Linked DNA regions of Gossypium hirsutum: region 2 is linked to region 1. A link is a contact called in public Hi-C data. All regions are on one chromosome and are shown on one strand. Each heading gives the region's core, a stretch centred on a gene start, on an enhancer-like site or on the middle of the called end of the contact. The rest is flanking DNA. Distances are from core to core; before and after follow the strand shown. Region 1 holds the start of LOC107919373 (CBL-interacting serine/threonine-protein kinase 9-like). Region 2 holds the start of LOC107923340 (protein IQ-DOMAIN 1).

Region 1 (5,535 bases), core at 1,115-3,614:
ATTGACTGTTACTGGATAACCGATCAATTGATTGATACTGAATAACTGACTATTACTAAAAAAATAATTGTTCTGATTGACTGATCGTTAATGAATATTACTGATTGATTAATTGCTATTGAAAAATAATAAATGATTTTGAATTTAAAGTAGACCAAAACATTGGTTGGAAAGTGAATGTTTGAATACTCATTGAGTTTGAATAGTTCAATATATATAAATTAATATGTTTTATAATTGTTTAAGTGTTCAGATTATAGAAATACCACTAAGTGTATACTCAGCGTACGGTTTGTTTCCGTGCGCAGGTTAAGTTAAGGCTAGATCATTAAATCAGCATCCCAGGCCGATCCCGAACTCGATGAGGTAAAGCATGTTGAGTATTGGTAATGGCATGTACCTAGGATGTCTTATGAGAGTCATTTAGGTTGTGAAAGTATTGATAAAATAAGTAAATTATGATTGGCAATGGTATATAGTATGAATTTGAAATTTGAAAGAAAAATTCGTAGTAATTCTCATTTAGTCCCGAATTGATTTTACTGTTCATATTGGACGCGAGAGCCCATTAAAGGGACGTCATCTTAAAATTATGATGAGTCTGAACGTTTATATTTAATTAATGTCTGTATTGTACTGTACTGATTGGTAATGTCTCATAACCCTATTCCAACGACGGTATGGGGTTAGAGGTCGTTACAAATTATATGTGTATGTTTTTTATCTTTTATATGACACATATAAAAAAAATATCTTTAAAATGATATAATTTACTTCGTATAATAATATTTTAATAATTACTTAATTGAATTGATTAATTTATAACACCCATTTAATAAAGTAATTAATAAAAAAATAATTTTTCCCACTAGTGGATGCTATAAATTAACGACAAAATGCTTACAATTTTGTCAAAAAGCTCTCCACCATCAATATATTCGATCACTATATAAATCTTTGTCTTGCTTGCCGTAACCTATGGATTTAAACAATAAAAATTAAAATAATATAATATAATCTTATCAGTAATAATCTTACATCTATGTTCTAGGGATTAAGATTATTTACCTCGTATATTTTGATTACATTGGGATGCTTGATGAGCTTCATTATTGATATTTCCCTTTTTATCTGTTCCAAATAAAAGCACCCATTCAAGCAAAAAGGAAAATAAAACATCTTGAATGCAATAAAATATGGGATTAATTTTATTCCCAAGATTATCTTAAAAGAATCAAAATTTTAGATTTGTATTTCGTAAATAGATCAAATAGTTTTGGGAAAGCTTATTTTTGTTTAGGATATTCTCTAATTCGATTCGGTTTTAAATTTACTCATAATTCAATATGACAGGTCAAGTAAGAGCTTTAATCCCTCCAAAATACCTTGATTTCTCTGAAATAAAAAATTACTATTTAGCCGCTCATTAATTATGAATAGAAGTTTGAACTTTAAACCCAAAAATATAAAAATTTTATTTAACTTAAAAAAGATATAAAATAAAATTATACTTTTAATCTTTAAAAATTTATAATTTAATTATAAATATCAACACATATTCTTATATCAATTAACAAAGGGTTAATATAAATTTTGACCCTTTAGACTTAGTAAGCAAGTCCATATTAGTATTTGTACTTTTTTTCCATTTTATTACCTAAACTTATAATTAAGTTCATTTTTATCCTTAAATTCGAATTCAACTAAAATTTAATGACATGACACTCTAAGTTAGACCACATTATCACCTAAATGATGTGTTATATCATCATTTTTAAGTTCAAGCATCAAAATAAACCAAAAACTATATAGGAACCAATTAGGACCTAATTGCAAAGGGGCTAAAAATTATATTAAATCCAAATAAAAAGTCACTGGTCCATGCATTTTACGTGGAGGATCATAGCAATGGTCCAACTTTTTGAAATGAGTAGACGTAAGACCCACATTTTATTGACGACCGGCAAACATCTATGTGGTTTTCCATATACATGCAAAGATTATATTTTTACCTGTTCGACAATCCGGCGACGGAGGACTTGTTCACGGTCTAGGATTTTAATGGCGACACACTCGCCGATCTCCACATTTTTAGCGAATTTAACCTTCGCAGAGCTCCACTCACCCAACGTTCTTCCCAGTTCGTACTTCCCCACACGTGTCCTCATCGTCCGTACCTGCCCCGCGGTATTATTACTACTCTTCTTCGTGCTCATTGTCCTGCCTTAAACAATCCGTACAGATTTCCCCTTTTTTAGGGGGGTTCTTTGGCGTGGGGAGAATTGACGAGAGAGAGAAAAAGAGCGGAAATGTGGTGGTGAGGGGGAAGAAAACGGCGGAGGCAACGGCGAAGGAGTGGCAGGAATGATTTGAAGGGAAGCATGGAATTATAGATATCGAGGCATTAGAGGGATTATATTGGTGAGCGGGAAATGTGGGGCCCAGAGGATAATGACGTGGATCCGGAAACATAGTTGTTCCTTCCGTGGCTGCCTTTTTGAATTTACTAACTTAACCCTTCTGATCTTGTCTATTAAATTTAACGAATTTACGTAGAATGGGGCAAAAGACAATTATCCCCTCCCATCATTTCTTTCTTTAAAAGGAAACAAAACACGTGGGTTAACGAGTTTCGTGTTGGAGTGGATTTATTTTTTTGCTTTATTACTTGTCTCGTTTTCCATATTTTAAAAAGTAGAATAAACTATAAAAAATACTCTCTCTTTTTTTCGGATCATATATTAGTTATTTATATTTGAAATGTTATATTTTAATTACTTATATTATTATTTTGTTACAAAATAGTCATTCTATCGTTAAGTTTCATTACCTCCCTAACGACGATATTACATGGTAGTCTAAATGAATTTTAAGTATCAACTCCAAGTGAGATGAGAATAGATTTTTAATTAAATAAATTTAATTAATTAAAAAATTTAAATTAATTACACCTTGAACTGAAAAAGAAAAATCGTTCGTCTCTTTTTTCTTTTAGTTTTCTTTTCTATTTTGACTGAAAAAATTATTCTTATCCAAGTTGGTATTTAAAACTCATTTGGGCTGCCATGTAGGATTGCCGTTAGGGAAGTAATAGAGCCTAACAATGGAATGACTACTTCATAACAAAATGATAACGTAAATGACTAAAACATAATATTTCAAACATAAATAATTAAAATGTAATTTGAGGCAAACAAAAGTGACTATTGTTATGGTTTACTCTAAAAAGTATTTTATTTATTTATAATTCTAAATTGAGAAAAATTAATATTTTTCCATTTTTATCCAATTTGAAATATTATTTTGACTTAATTCCCAATTTAATAATTATTTTTCTCAAATACTTAAATTTTTTTATCTGAAGTATGCAAATGTGAATGTTTTTAGTTGAACAAAAAATTGTTCACACAATAACATTTTTAAAATTTTCAGAACACAAATTTGAAGAAATTATTTTTAGAAATATATATTATTTAAAAATATTTTATTTGAATTAAATAATGTAGTAAAGAGAAAAGGTACCGTTTCTTCCTGTTTCTCATTGACTCCCCCTCTTTAACTAGCAGGAAAGTTAGAACAAATATTAAGGTTTGAGACCCAGCTGATTCCTTTCATCTGTACTGCTCCCATTGACACCAATTCTTCATCTCTTCTCTTATATTTTAAAATTTCTATTCAAAATATTTACTGGAAACCTTCTGGGGATTCAAGTCTCTCAAAGGGTAAAATATTTTAATATAATTTGTTACTCTGTTGAAGAGAATTAAGGTTCATGATAAAATGAACTGATGATGTCCCTATTTAAGAATTTTAAAGTTGAAGATAGAAACAATTTATGTTTAGGGTTGAACAAAACTCGATTTTTTAAAATTTTGATGAAGTGGTCTGGGGCGAAACTAGGGGGCTAGTAGACCTGATCTCCCTAAAATGGAAAACTTTCTATTTAGACTCTTTAAATTTTTTAAAATTTTAAATTAGTAAAGGTAAAATTACACTTTGGCCCCCAAAAAATGATAAAATTTGATTTAATTCTTTAAAAATTATAAAGATATAGGCTATAAAAATAGTGAAATTATATTTTTACTATAGTAAAAATTACAATTTAATTTCAGCCCCTTAAAAAATTTCTAACTTTGCCCCTTAAAGTGGCATATATATAGATTATCGTGTGGATGACATATCATTATTTAATTAGTTTTTTAAAATTTAAATTTTCAATATTATTATAAAAAATTAAAAATTAAAAACCATTAAAATTATTTAAAAAGTATGAAATTTATAGTAAATATTTTATTATATTTTAAATTTTATTAAACATTAATATGTTATTATCTACTTGACAATTTATGTATATGCCAACATTAGAAAAATTAATATTAATTTTTCTATTTAATAAAAATCCATATTCAAAACTAAAAGAGAAAAAAATCAAATAAAAAAATTAAAATAAATATTTTTATGAAATTTTGAGTGGGAAAAAATCATTGTGCCTGACCTTAATGCATTTGTAACACGTGGACCAATGGAACTCTTCAATCCACAAACCAACCGAGCAAGACTGGTGATCGTCATCGCCATCATGATTGTTATTAGTATTCTCCATAAATCAGCCAATGGAACTCTCTTTTATACCATACCATTGCCTTATCTTCCTATTCAACGTCTCTAACGACTTCATCATGTGGGAACCACTATTTTACTTCCTTTAGTTTTCATCAATTATTAGTAATACAAATCCTATTAGACGTGTAAACTACGGATTTTAAACATAGATATATATTTAAAATAATTTATTATAAATAATAAAACATATAAATTTAAACTAACTAATTATAATAACACATAAAATTAAAATACAAATATATCGTATTAATAATACTAAATATATTACAATTATTTATCCTGACATTATCATTAAACGTGAGTTAGTATCGAGTTGATTTATGATACCGATTCAACTAACAAAATAAATATATACAATTAGAATAAAAATAAATAAATATATACAATTGATGGAAATAATAAATTATGCATATTAAAACAAGTATATATAAAATACATCAAAATGAAACTTTGATTAAATGGTAATTTTAATGTTTTATTATTTCAATTTCCATTATATGCATATCTTTTTTAGTTTTGTGAAAATAAAAAGACTAAAATATTCTCGAATAATATGACTTATTTTAATTATGAAAAGGTATTTTTTTAATTTCCTTAATCACCAACTCATTAAAACACTTAATAAATAGTATAAATCATTTTATTTTAAAATATAATAAATTAAATACTTATTTAAAAAAAATAAAGTGATTTTTAAATTATTTAAAAAGGGAGGATTTTTTTTCTCCTACTACGTTAGAGAACCGATTCAACATGCATAGAACATGTATGACACTTCAATTTTTTTTTCCTAGAAAAGATAAGATTATCAAATGTTAGCCTTTTATGAAACCACCAATGGCAGTTTAATAGAAAGTTGACATGTGAAACTGCCGTGTGGCCATTTAACCCATTTTTAAGTGTAATTTATAA
Region 2 (5,447 bases), core at 607-3,106, 370 kb before region 1:
AAGGGGTAAAGGACAATACCAGAACAAAAGCTTCCACTTTTATTTTAGAGTAGCTATCAGCTTAATGAATTCTTAATAAAGATGAATATATTTTTTTTAGATTTTTTTTTGCATTAAATCAATTAATTTTACCTAATTCTCAAGTAGAGTCGAATCATACATTTAAACAGAACAAAACTTTCTTAATATAATTTTTTTGTCTTAATTTTAATATCGTTTTTAGTATTTTTTCTACTTAATTCTTTTAATTATCTATAACTCATTCACACCCTAAAATCAAAAGATAATAAGCACAAAAGTATACTTAAACTCATGCTTTATATGTTACAATAACAACAACTTTAATATATAAACTTAACAATTAGATATATTTTAATCACTAAATTTAAAAAATATAAAAGTTTAATATTGTAATCATACCATATTATAAATTGAAAATATCATAATTTTAAAATGTCGCATTATCCATTCTTATCAAAATCTAACATCATATATAAAAATGGACTTAGTTAATATACAAATGCCAAAATTCAATCTTATGTGTCAAAATTTAAATAAACCCAAACATCTTTTTTCTACATTTATATTATCTAAACCGATATTTTATTTGAAAGTGATTATTTTTTTATTAAAAAAACTTTGTTTTGAAAAAAAAAAGAAAAGAAAAAAAGGAGACTTTAGCCATTGGTTGATGTGCAAAACTCAACGTGGGTTTCCCTTTTTTTCTTTTCATGGCCTTTGCCTTTCAACGTTTCTCGATATCTCACCTCGTCCACAGCACGTCCACTACTCTCTGTTCCTCATGTTCCCTTTAATTTAGTATTAAACTTTATTATTTATTATTACCCCCCAAAAGAAAACCTCATAACACAAAATACCCTTTCGGTATTTAAGTTTAGTTTTATATTAAATTTCATGTATAATTTTGTATTAAGATAAAATGATGCCATGTGATTTAATAAATATTTGATACATATGTTTTGTTAAGAAAATATAAATTCTTAATTAGCATAAAAAGAGTTTAGATGTCAAATTAAATATTAAAGTTAAATTTGGGTACTTAATTAGATAAAAAAAACTTAAGTATTAAATTGAAAAAATTTAGGTACCAAAATGAGCATTAAAACCAAACTCAAGTACCAAATTAAGATAAAAAATTAACATGTCAAATTAAACATTTAAACTAAACTCAAATATCAAATAATTTTCATTTAAGTCACTGAGTTGTTAAATACGATGCTATATCGCTTTTTCTGTTCACACTACTTGCATTAATCGAAAGCTCTCTTTTCCTTTCTCTTCTATAATTCTTTTTTTTTATGAAACAATTTTGGACGTTAAGAATTTGCGAACCAAAATTCAAACAGCTTTTTTCTCCAATCTTCGACACTGACCGTTAGATTGACGGATCTAAAGGTATTTTCTTCGATTCTTAGATAAATACTGATCCATTATACCAATCATTAAACTGCAGCTTGAAACTCTCTGGCGGAACTTTAAAAAAAAATATTAACAACTCAGTAACTTAAATGAAAACTTTTAAGTAATTTAATGACCAAATTGTAGCTTTCTTTTATTAAGTTACCAAAACAAAAAGTTATTCATAATTTAGTGACTAATGTTGTGGTTTACCTTTTTTTTTCTTTATTGCATATAAATTATGGAAGTAGTTACTTTTACAAATTTAATATATACAAATTGATAAACTCTTGATTTTGAAGTGAATAATAAATAAGAATATTAAATTAAACTAACTTCTCAAAAATAAAAATAAAATTCTGGAAAGTTAAAATAAAAGACCAATTTTTAAAATTTCGTAAAATAAGAATACAAAATTCAGAATTAAACCTATAAAATTCAATAACATTGAAAAAAAAATGTTAACGTACTACACTCTGACACCACCACCATCGATGTCTCAATGTGCTCGAAAGTTCACCCAAGCTTGGATATATTGAAATCTAAGCTGTTCACTTTCGTTGTTTTCCCTTTCATTGTATCTCTCTCTTGAGGAAATATATATATCATTAAATTATCTTGTCCTGTATGTCTTTCTCTGGCAATTTAACAAGAATCCATATTACAATCAGAATCTTTTTTATCTTCACAGTGTTGGTGTCTTGGCTCCTTCTTCAAAGCTTCTTTTAGCTGTAAATGCAGCTTGGTTTAACCCTATCCTTTTGAATGGGGAAGAAAGGAGGGACTTCATGGTTGACTGCTGTGAAAAGGGCTTTTAGATCTCCTACTAAAGATACCCATGATGATGAAAAGGTAAGTGTTTCAATCTATTTTAATGGCTGTTTATGAATATAAAAAGAAAAGCCTTTGATTTTTTATTTTTTTTATATAGAAGAGAGATAAACGGAGGTGGATCTTTAGGAAACAAGATACAAGTCCTGTGAAGAGTGTAGGTAATAATGGTGGTGGTGGTGGTGGTGCAAGTACGGCAGCAGCGGAGAAAAGGCATGCTATTGCTGTGGCGGTGGCTAAAGCAGCGGAAGCTGAAGCTGCGGTGGCGACTGCAGAAGCAGCTTTACAAGCTGCTCGGTTGACTAAACCTAGTTATGGCAGGAAACATCACTTTGCTGCTATTGTTATTCAGACAGCTTTTAGAGGCTACCTGGTAAGAAAAAAATTTTGCCTTTGAAAATTGTTGTTTTTTGCATGAGAAAAAATGGGGGTTTAGTGTTGATTTTGTGGTGGTGATAATGAAGGCCAGGAGAGCTCTACGTGCGTTAAAAGGGCTAGTGAAGTTACAAGCTTTAGTGAGAGGTCACAACGTGAGAAAGCAAGCCAAGATGACGCTTCGTTGCATGCAAGCACTGGTTAAAGTTCAGTCTCGTGTTTTAGACCAAAGAATGAGGCTCTCGCACGATGGTTGCAGCCGGAAATCAGCATTTAGCGACACCTGGGAATCACGGTATCTTCAAGATATATCGGATAGAAGATCATTAGTAAGTGTTTTAAGCCTTTTGTTTATGACTTTATGTGTGGTTTAAAGATTCAGCTTCTTATTTGCCTTGTCTTTATGTCTGTGTGTGTTCTAGTCGAGAGGAGGAAGTAGCATAGCAGATGATTGGGACGAAAGGCCACACACAGTTGAAGAAGTGAAAGCTATGTTACAACATAGGAAAGAAGCTGCTTTGAAACGTGAAAAGAGCTTGTCACAAGCACTGTCACAACAGGTTCATGTTCTGTCTTTAACCATGTCTTGTTGTATCATATTGTAATGATTCATATAAACCAATTTGACCGTAAAATAGATGAGGAGAGCTCGAAGGAGTCCATCAATGGGGGACAAGATGAGTGGCTTGATCGTTGGATGCCTGCTAAACCATGGGATAACAGAGGAAGAGCTTCAATGGATCAAAGAGATAATGTCAAAACTGTTGAAATGGACACTTCACAGCCTTATTCATATGTAGCACCAAATTATAGAAGAACAAATTCAAACCATTATCACCAAAGGCCTAGTTCACCTCTCCATAGGGCTCAACACAATGCACAAGCTTTCCACCCTTCTCCAATTACACCCTCTCCATCGAAAACACGTCCGGTTCAAGTACGGTCTGCGAGCCCTCGTTGCGTTAGGGAAGACCGAACCTCGTTTTCATCATCACAAACACCAAGTTTAAGGTCCAATTATTATTACACAGGCAGGGTTAGTACTCAAGCTAGTACTAGTATAAACAATGCTATTACATTGCCTAATTACATGGCAGCAACAGAGTCTGCAAAGGCTAGGATTAGGTCTCAAAGTGCACCAAGACAGAGGCCATCGACACCAGAGAGGGACCGAATCAGTTCAGCAAGGAAAAGGCTATCGTTTCCCATCCCGGAACCATACGGTATTGGGATGGGGTATGGAGGTTATGGTCATAGCTTGAGGAGCCCGAGTTTTAAAAGTGTAAGCGGATCGCAATTCGGATTGGAACGACAATCTAACTATTCATCTTGTTGTACTGAGAGCCTTGGTGGTGAAATGTCACCATCTTCAACTAGTGATCTAAGAAGGTGGTTGAGGTGATCCCATCAATGTAGCTGTTGGTTTTTACTAGTTTTATAGTGTGTTTCCATTGTTGATTTTACCAATTCTTGGTTGAAATTGAAGCTTTATAAGTGAGGCAACTGCGATGAACCCTTCCTCACTGGGATCTTTCATGAGATTCATAACCAAATTGAGTGTCTAATACTATAAAGTAACTCTGTAATTCTGTTTTGTCATAACTTTTTAATATATTAAAGCTTATCATCTTTTCGATGTATGGTATTCAAGTCTGGTAAGTTTCCACTCCCATGAAGATATTGCTCAAAATTTCCCATCTTTATTTGGATTCAAAATAAGGATAATTTTATCGTTTTCATCTGTTTTACTGTTTGAAATTAGTCTTATTCAGGTGGCACAATTGCTTTATAAACAATGATAGATGTTAAAGATAGGGCAGGAGCCAGTAGAGATGCTGTTGGTGGGCTAAGATGATAGCTACTTTTTATTACCTTTTATCATGTCCATTAAAGAGGGGGTAGGCTGAACATGATCTCAATAATGAAGAGGAAACTGAAACAGGGCATGTGGTATGTTTTTTCTTTTAATTTTTTTTGTTTTTGATGCCATTGATCCTTATTGGTCATTGCCGGTCTTATCTTTCACAGAAATTCATAATAATAATAATGAAGGGGAAATGATTTTCAATGGGGTTTCGGGTTGTGAGATAAAAAGACTTCTTTGGGGATGTTTTATATGTTAAGATATGATTGCACCCATTGCCAGTCTTTTATCTTTTGCAGGTCTTTCATATGGTCTTGGGTTTCTGATCTGTAGATGCCTTTGTAACTTGGGAGTTGTAGCTTTCTCTTTCTACATGTGAACAAAAATTAATATTTTTCGTTTTATTACTTGAATTTCAATTTGATAATTAAGTTTATTGTAATTTTAAATTTTAAAAATTAAAAATTTGATAGTGTTACATTATGAAATTATACCACATCAAAATTTATGTGTGTTATATTTAATATTTTAATAATTGTATTTGTAATTGAATAGGTTAGACTATCAATTTCTGATCCAATCAGTCTCATTGTTTAATTAACAATAATTAAAATTTCATAAAAAATTAAAAATATAAAAATTTATTAAATCGGTTCTACTTGTTTAATTGTCAATTTTTATTCTGATTTTTTTTATTTTACCAATTTCATGTAGTTTTTGAGTCAATAGGTTTAACTCCTTTGTTCGAACTGTTATATCATCATTAAGTCTTTACATATTAATCCAAGTTCAAATGTCAAAATGAAAAAAAAAATGCATATATCAAAATCTAACATATTTACCAAATTCAAGAATAAAAAAATATATTACTCCTGTTACAAACATTCTTAAAATTCAAATTAAATTTAAAGTATAAGCCAACCGTGAAACAATTTTTTAATCACTCACAAAGTTTAAA

What was found. A called contact is a pair of places that touch in the nucleus more often than the background predicts.
Region 2: a contact with region 1 is called in a Hi-C map of leaf, with 2.4 times the contacts expected there. The contact joins the promoter of LOC107923340 here to the promoter of LOC107919373 in region 1. A contact is called at or near these places in 3 of 34 Hi-C or Micro-C datasets (callus and leaf).

The regions. Positions count from the first base shown.
Region 1 is chrA12:82,334,923-82,340,457 of Gossypium_hirsutum_v2.1, reverse strand. LOC107919373 (CBL-interacting serine/threonine-protein kinase 9-like) reads right to left here and starts at 2,364. Exons shown (of 9, transcript XM_041082849.1): 1 at 2,013-2,364; 2 at 1,069-1,131; 3 at 905-976. The coding sequence starts at 2,216.
Region 2 is chrA12:82,699,695-82,705,141 of Gossypium_hirsutum_v2.1, reverse strand. It overlaps LOC107923340 (protein IQ-DOMAIN 1), which reads left to right and starts at 1,856. Exons shown (of 5, transcript XM_041082851.1): 1 at 1,856-2,271; 2 at 2,351-2,623; 3 at 2,715-2,954; 4 at 3,048-3,213; 5 at 3,264-4,261. The coding sequence starts at 2,185. The coding sequence ends at 4,027.